Linked DNA regions of Pan troglodytes: region 2 is linked to region 1. A link is a contact called in public HiChIP or PLAC-seq data. All regions are on one chromosome and are shown on one strand. Each heading gives the region's core, a stretch centred on a gene start, on an enhancer-like site or on the middle of the called end of the contact. The rest is flanking DNA. Distances are from core to core; before and after follow the strand shown.

Region 1 (3,815 bases), core at 937-3,436:
ATGAATTAAAACTTTTGTTTTCATTTCTATGGTGGTGAATATCAATAGCCACAATCCACATAAACAGAGGCTCTTTGGTGTCTTCTACAATTTTCTAGTGTAATGAAAAGTTAGGAGCAATGACTCACCCCTGTAATCCCAGCACTTTGGGAGGCTGAGGTGGGTGGATTGCTTGAGCCAGGAGTTCAAGAGCAGCCCGGGAAACATGAGACCCCCATCTCTACAAAAAAACTAAGAAATGCAAAAATTAGCCGGGCATGGTGGCACGTACCTGTAGTACCAACTACTTGGGAGGCTGAGGTGGGAGGATTGCTTGAGCCCTGGAAGTTGAGGCTGCAGTGGGCCATGATCGTGCCACTGCACTCCAGCCTGGAGTTCCAAAGCCACCACTGAGCTAAGCTATGCCAGGTCACGTGACTTCTCTGCGTAAAAACCTTCCAATGGTCTGGAGTGGTGGCTCACACCTGTAATCGTAGCACTTTGGGAAGCTGAAGTGGGAGGACTGCTTGAGGCCAAGAGTTCAAGACCAACCTGGCCAACATATCAAGATCCATCTCGTATTTTTAAAAACTAAAATTAAAAAAAACCACAACCTTCCAACGGCTCCTCAGAGGTTCATATATTGTCCTACAAGACTCTACTCTGTTTCCCCCTCCATTACCTGTCCCTCTACTTTTCCCCTTGCTCACTCCCTCCAGCCATGCTTGCCTCTTTGAAGTTCCTCCAATAAACCATACATACTCCCAGCGTTAGTACCATTGCACTGGCAGTTCCCTCTTCATGGAAAGCAATTTCTCCAGTTTTCCGCATGGCCATTTCCCTCATTTTCCTGAAGTCTTTGCTCAAATGTCACCATCTCAATAACTTGTGCATCATATTTAAGATTACAGCCCTACCAGCTACTCCCACCCGCACCACATACATTGTTCTCCCCTCCCCGCAGCATCTTCTAACATTTGCTTATTACGTCTAGTGTTTGACCTCCTTTCTCCACCACCAGCATAATGTAAGCCCCAAGAACATGGGAAAATGCCTGTCACATAGAGCTCAACAAATATTTGTTGAATGTAGAATGGATGAACTCGCTTGCCAGCTTGTCATTTCTGGAGACATGGCCACAAATTCCCAAGAAAAAGAAAGGATGCATTTTAAAGAGGCTAGGGAGGACAATGACAGCAAAGACTGCAAAGAGTTTTAAAACAGGAGAAAAAGAAGATGGGATATAATAACCACAAATTTCAATACTGAAGGCATTGTGGGCCTGAAAATAACGCTCTTGGGAGAAGTGGCAGTCGGGGAATTAATTATAAAGGTAGACACGGCGGATCTAAGTGCCTGGCCATGGACACTGGCATGCGCTCCCTCACCCAAACCCACTTCCCGCTCGGCTCTTTCCGGAGCCTTCCACCCTAACACAGAAAGTTCACACCAAGAGACTGAACGATTTCTAAACTTTATGGAAAAAGCCAATGACAATCAATTAGCCAAAAACGAGACGCCAAATCCCATCTCACTCCAGCGTCATGCCCTCTTCTCAAACGCTCGCCGGCTCTAGGACCTCTCCACCAGCACAGTTCTCAGGAGTCCTGCTGGTCTCCCAATGCTGTTCTAAGGGTCCACATGAAGGCAGGTCAGGCGGGACTCCCCGGGCAAGCACTTCTGTAAGCGGAAAGCACGAGGCGCAGGAGCCATGGAGAGCCGGTCCTTTGGAGACAGGAATACTCAAGAGGATTGGCAAACCGGAGAAACGCTGGGAGAGGTGCCCCGCACTGCGGTGGTAAGGCAGAGTCTCAGTTCTCCTCGGGCTTGTCGGCTGGCGGTCCACAAGGCTGAAGCATCTTTTCCATCAAGTTGAAGCGGACTCGCGCTTTGCTCTCATTCTCCGCAATGGCGAAGTAGTTGAGAAGGTCGAAGTGGCCCATGTAGGAGCAGTACGAGTCGCGGTGTTGGTTCACCAGCCACTCCCACTTGGTGGTGTCGGCGTGGCCCGTGCCGATGTACTTGGACTGCAGGTGCTCCAGCTGGCTATGGATGGTGTAGCGGTCAGTCATCTCGCCGCTTTCCCCTTCGCTCTCAGGTCAGAGGACGCAAGCAACAAGCCGCCGCTCTAGCGTTTTACAGGAGAGTGAAGCAACCGCGCGGAAGCTCCAGGTCCGCGCCGTCGCAGAAGAATGGCGTCACAACGACTAAGTAGCGTAACTCTCGCTCATAGGGCTCAGAGGCGGAAGCGGAAGCACATTCTGTCACGCAATTGGAGTTGCTGAGGCGACGCAACAAGTGTGCCTCCCCCCTCCATGGAGATCCCCGCCCCATCAGAGAATGTTGCATGATGGTCCACTTAGTGGCTAAGGGAGGCCCTTTTCCAACAGGGAGCGTTGCATGCTGGGACTTGTGGTCTTGGGAGTTCGTGCATGCAGGCTTCCGGGACTCCTGGTCGCGTTCTGTTGTTTGTTTGTTTGTTTAAGACGGAGTCTTGCACTGTTGCCCGGGCTGCAGTGCAATGGCGCGATCTCGGCTCACTGCAACCTCCACCTCCCGGGTTCACGCGATTCTCCTGCTTCAGCCTCCCGAGTAGCTGGGATGACAGTTGCACACCACCATGCCTGGCAAGTTTTTTTGTATTTTTAGTAAAGACGGGGTTTCACTGGTCTCGAACTCCTGACCTCGTGATCCACCCGCCTCGGACTCCCAAAGTGCTGGGATTACAGGCGTGAGCCACCGCGCCCGGCCCCTGGTCGCGTTTTAAATTGATCTGGGGACCTAGTGGAGGGCGATGTCTGGAGGTGGGGAGCATCCGTGGGTGGCTTGGGGCTGATAGGAAATGGGAAACCCAAGAATGACTGGACTACGAGCAGCCCCGAAAATAAACTCTTGGTGTATTTTGGAGCCGTCGTGGCGGCACGGCCGTCCCGTCACAACCAGGGATGGATTACCCAGAAGTCAGCAGGCGCCAGTTCTGGTCCCAACTGTGTCTCTTAGGAGTTTGTAGCGTAAAAGAGTTATTTCAGCTCTAACCAGGGTGCTTGGTGAGCAAGTACAGCACCAGTTCCCACACATTCTGGCTTCCACCTCAAGCTTCTCCTTCCTCTCTAGCCACTTATTTTGATATCCTCCCTCCAAGGCCTCACCTCACCCTACTTGGCTCTTCCATTCAGTGGGTTTTGTGGATTCAACCAACCTGATTGAAAATATTGGGGGAAAATATCAGTCTGTACCGAAATGTGGACTTTTTTTTTTTTGGATTGGCTATTTTTTTTCTCTTTCTTTCTTTCTTTATTTTTTATTGATAATTCTTGGGTGTTTCTCACAGAGGGGGATTTGGCTGGGTCATAGGACAATAGTGGAGGGAAGGTCAGCAGATAAACAAGTGAACAAAGGTCTCTGGTTTTCCTAGGCAGAGGACCCCGCGGCCTTCCGCAGTGTTTGTGTCCCTGGGTACTTGAGATTAGGGAGTGGTGATGACTCTTAACGAGCATGCTGCCTTCAAGCATCTGTTTAACAAAGCACATCTTGCACCGCCCTTAATCCATTTAACCCTGAGTGGACACAGCACGTGTTTCAGAGAGCACAGGGTTGGGGGCAAGGTCACAGATCAACAGGATCCCAAGGCAGAAGAAGTTTTCTTAGTACAGAACAAAATGAAAAGTCTCCCATGTCTACTTCTTTCTACACAGACACGGCAACCATCCGATTTCTCAATCTTTTCCCCACCTTTCCCCCCTTTCTATTCCACAAAGCCGCCATTGTCATCCTGGCCCGTTCTCAATGAGCTGTTGGGCACACCTCCCAGACGGGGTGGTGGCCGGGCAGAGGGG
Region 2 (3,815 bases), core at 733-3,232, 190 kb after region 1:
TGGGATCACAGGTGTGAGCCACTGCACCCAGCCAACAAGAATTTCTTTAGCCTCTTTTGCTCATTACCTACAAAGAGCATCAGTCTCTGCCTGGAGAGAAGGGCTAGAAACAGATAGGGCACAGGTCCCCAGGTAACTGGCTGTAAGCCACTATGGCTGATAGGCGGGGCAGGTCACTCCTGCACAGAAGGTGGCTTGTTGGCCTCCTGTTCCATCTCTTACAGGCGTTGAGGAAGCTCGACTAAACATCTCCTCACAGCTTACAATCCCAGAAATCATAGGACCCTAAACGTGCGTTTTTCAAAATTTTTGAGCTAAAATGATGTATTACTTTGTAAATTGTGAAAAGTGTCACAAATATTAATTTAAGTGACAACATCCTCAAACACTCCAATGTGGCCTTATTATCTATTTTGAAGGAGAAAATCTGAGTTTCATCAACTCAACCAGGATACAGTGAGTGAGAAGCAACTTTTGGTGTCTGCAAAATGATCAGTTAAAAAAAACCTGGGGGCTGGGCGCGGTGGCTCACGCCTGTAATCCCAGCATTTGGGAGGCCCCGTCTCTACTAAAAATACAAAAAATTAGCCGGGCGTGGTGGTGGGCGCCTGTAGTGCCAGCTACTAGGGAGGCTGAGGCAGGAGAATGGCGTGAACCCAGGAGGCAGAGCTTGCAGTGAGCGAGATCGCGCCACTGCACTGCAGCCTGGGCAACTGAGAGAGACACTGTCAAAAAAAAAAGAAAGAAAGAAAGAAAGAAAAAAATCCTGGAGTCCCTCTATGTGACCATACTCAGCTAGCACTTGATCTGTTCTTTTCTTATGGCATTTATCTCCCGGATCTTGTATATACTTACTTGTTTACATGTCTTATCTCACCTACTACATTCCAAGTTCTTTAGGGTAAGATCACTATCAGATTTATCTTTGCTTTACCCACAGAACCAGCAAACCTGACAGCCCTAAACTGATGCTTGTTAAATGAATGAATGAAGTGAATGAATTAAATCATACCCATTTCAAGCTAATCCTTTGGATTTTATTTGGCTTATACGTAGAAAATCATCAAAAGGAAGGAAGCTGTCCTAGAAACCTTACAAGGAAGAGTCTCTTTTGGGAATCTCCTACCTGCCCCCTCCCTGGAGCACTTAGGGATGGATGGGGGAACCTTTCACTATAACAAAAGGCGAGTAAACTCTTTCTGAAAATGAGTTTAAGGCCCCTAGTGGTTTAATCTTTACTGCCGCGTAAATTAACTCAAATATTAAGCCAGCAATAAACCGGCGCTCCAGTATCAACCATCCTTTTCTCTGTTAATACGAACTAGGAACTCAGATTGCTGTTTTCTTTCCCCTCCCACGTGTGCTGATCGTGTAAAAGAATCACAGGAACACACGAGCAATGAAATGTGTAAATAAGGAAAATGCACACACATCACGAGCTCATTTCTTCCCAGATATTTTTTGGTCAACCTCTCAAGCTTGGAACAGGCTCTATAACAGATGTGCGTTTGTGTGTGCATATTGGAAAACAGAAAAATAAGGTCAGCGCAAACACTACTTGTAATACAAACTAATGTAAGAGAAAACTTCTTTTTTAATATTAACAACGACACTAGAGAAATAATGTAAAATAAATATACGGTTGGAACTAGGGGTAAAAAAAAAATCAGCAACGTCAGCAAACTGAGATGGGGTGAGTTGGAAGGCAGATTGGAATTTATCTCTTAAAAAAATATCACCCTAACTAGAGACCTGTTTTGCCTAGGGGGACGTGACTCACATTTTCGGATAATCTGAATAAGGGGAATTATGTCTGTTCGAGGCATCCATTCGGGTTCGGTCTCCGGACTCCCGGCTCCCGGCACGCACGGTTCACTCTGGAGCGCGCGCCCCAGGCCAGCCAAGCGCCGAGCCGGGCTGCTGCGGGCTGGGAGGGCGCGCAGGGCCGGCGCTGATTGACGGGGCGCGCGGTCAGGTGACTTGGGGCGCCAAGTTCCCGACGCGGTGGCCGCGGTGACCGCCGAGGCCCAGCAGACGCTGACCGGGGAACGTAGTGGGGCTGATCTTCCGGAACAAAGTTGCTGGGCCGGCGGCGGCGGGGCGAGAGCGCCGAAGGGGAGCCGGAGCGCTGCAGAGGCGCGGGCCGGAGGGCTGGCGCTGATCTGCACCCTTCTCATCTGGAGAGCGGACTCCTGGCTGCCCGGAGGCGAGCCCCTTCCCGGGGGGTGGGGGCGGCAACGCGCGACCCAGCGGTCCTGCGCCCCACCCTCCCTCCTCCGCCTCCAGCGCTCGGCTCCAACAAAGGGGCAGGCCCGCAGCGGGGAGGAGGAGGAGGAGCCGCCGAAGGAGCGAGCCTCTCTCGCGCACAAAGTTGTGGAGTCGTTTTTCCTCGGAGCAGGGAAGCGGGCAGCAGCAGCCGGCCGCGGGCTTTCTCCCGCCGAGGGGCGAGGAGGAGCCTCTGGCTCCAGAAGCCGATTGGGGAATCACGGGGAGCGGCGCCCCCCTTCTTTTGGGTCATTTCTGCAAACGGAAAACTCTGTAGCGTTTGGCAAAGTTGGTGCCTGCGCGCCCGTTCCAGGTTTGCGCTTTGACTGTTTTGTTTTTGGCGGAACTACCAGGCAGGAAGATTGCACAAGTAAGGGGCGTTTTCAGTCGGGTGTCAATTTCTTTTTCTTTCTTTTTTTTTTTTTAAATTTCGGTTCGTGTCTGCTTCTCCACGCTTTATTTTTTTTTAAAAATACATCGCACCACCAAACTCACACTCGCACACACCCCCGCGGTTACTCCGTGTCAAACTCCTAGAGGAGCCCTTGGCCAGCTCGGGGTGCGGCGGAGGCGACCGGCAGGCGAGAAGGCCCGCGGGCAGCAGGTAAGCCCATGCATTATTGAAGCCTCGGGCTGGTAATGTGACTACAGCCCCCGAGGGAATGGGGCGGGGGCCGGGAGGAGGATGGCTCTTTCTGCGGTTCTTCCGCCTGGGATCGGCGTCCCGAGCTGCTTCCCAAGTCCCAGAGTCGAAGATGGGAGTAACTTTTGCGTGCCCTTTCCTCGGGGCCTCAGTTTAGCTCCCCGCGGTGCGAGAGAGAATGCCGGAGGCGTGGAGAGCTCGGGCGTGGAGGTCCTTGGGATCCGTACTAATTGTGAACGATCCAAACTTATCTGACCAGCTCTGTGCTGCCTCCCTGCTCCCCTAATCCTCCTCCCCGCCGGGGTGACAGGGTCGCCCTCCGTGCATCGCGCGGTGCAGGGCGCTGGGCCAGTGATTTGCAAGAGGGGACGTGGCCTCTTAGGAGAGTCTGTCACAGACACCCGGGCCCGGGGAAGGCGGGGCTCCGGCGGTGTCCACAAGAGAGGGTGGGCAGAGGGTGGCTGTGTGGTCGGCGGCCAGCAGAGCGCTTCCCAGCCAGCCGCCCGGCGGGGAACGTGCTTGACCTCTGGGTGGTTGCTGCTCCCAAGGGTGGGGTTCCAGAGAGTGTGGCGCGATCGCCAAGCTCCCTGGCAGCGGCCCTGGAGAGACTGAGGGGACAGGAGGAGGGGGGCGCCCCATTGGTGTGTAGTCCCGCGCAGTCGCCGGCTCTCCTTTTCCGGACTCTGGGGATCTCTTGCTGCAACTGACAAGGTAATTCATGCCCCGCTTTGGCCCGGGGTCCGAGGCTGTGGTTGCTCAAGGCCACTTAAAAACCAACAAAGCACCAATTGAAGGCTGTGCAACTTTTAGATGGCAGGTTGTTCAAAGGGATTTTTTCCTCCAAGCCTCAGATTACGAAAGGGACTCATTCCAGTGCGTTTTTCAAGGAGGAGGGAGGAAACGTTGC

What was found. HiChIP or PLAC-seq counts read pairs in DNA pulled down with a chosen protein or histone mark.
Region 2: an H3K4me3 HiChIP or PLAC-seq map of stem cell-derived excitatory neurons shows a contact between it and region 1, with 2.1 times the contacts expected there. The contact joins the promoter of UTRN here to the promoter of SF3B5 in region 1. A contact is called at or near these places in 1 of 7 Hi-C or Micro-C datasets (stem cell-derived neural progenitor cells) and 1 of 1 datasets of contacts at active chromatin or transcription factors (stem cell-derived excitatory neurons).

The regions. Positions count from the first base shown.
Region 1 is chr5:155,955,608-155,959,422 of NHGRI_mPanTro3-v2.0_pri, forward strand. It overlaps SF3B5 (splicing factor 3b subunit 5), which reads right to left and starts at 2,187. Exons shown (of 1, transcript XM_001172705.8): 1 at 1,438-2,187. The coding sequence starts at 2,051. The coding sequence ends at 1,791. LOC107975343 (a long non-coding RNA gene) reads left to right here and starts at 2,244. Exons shown (of 7, transcript XR_010158224.1): 1 at 2,244-2,606.
Region 2 is chr5:156,146,284-156,150,098 of NHGRI_mPanTro3-v2.0_pri, forward strand. It overlaps UTRN (utrophin), which reads left to right and starts at 1,983. Exons shown (of 75, transcript XM_009452168.4): 1 at 1,983-2,869.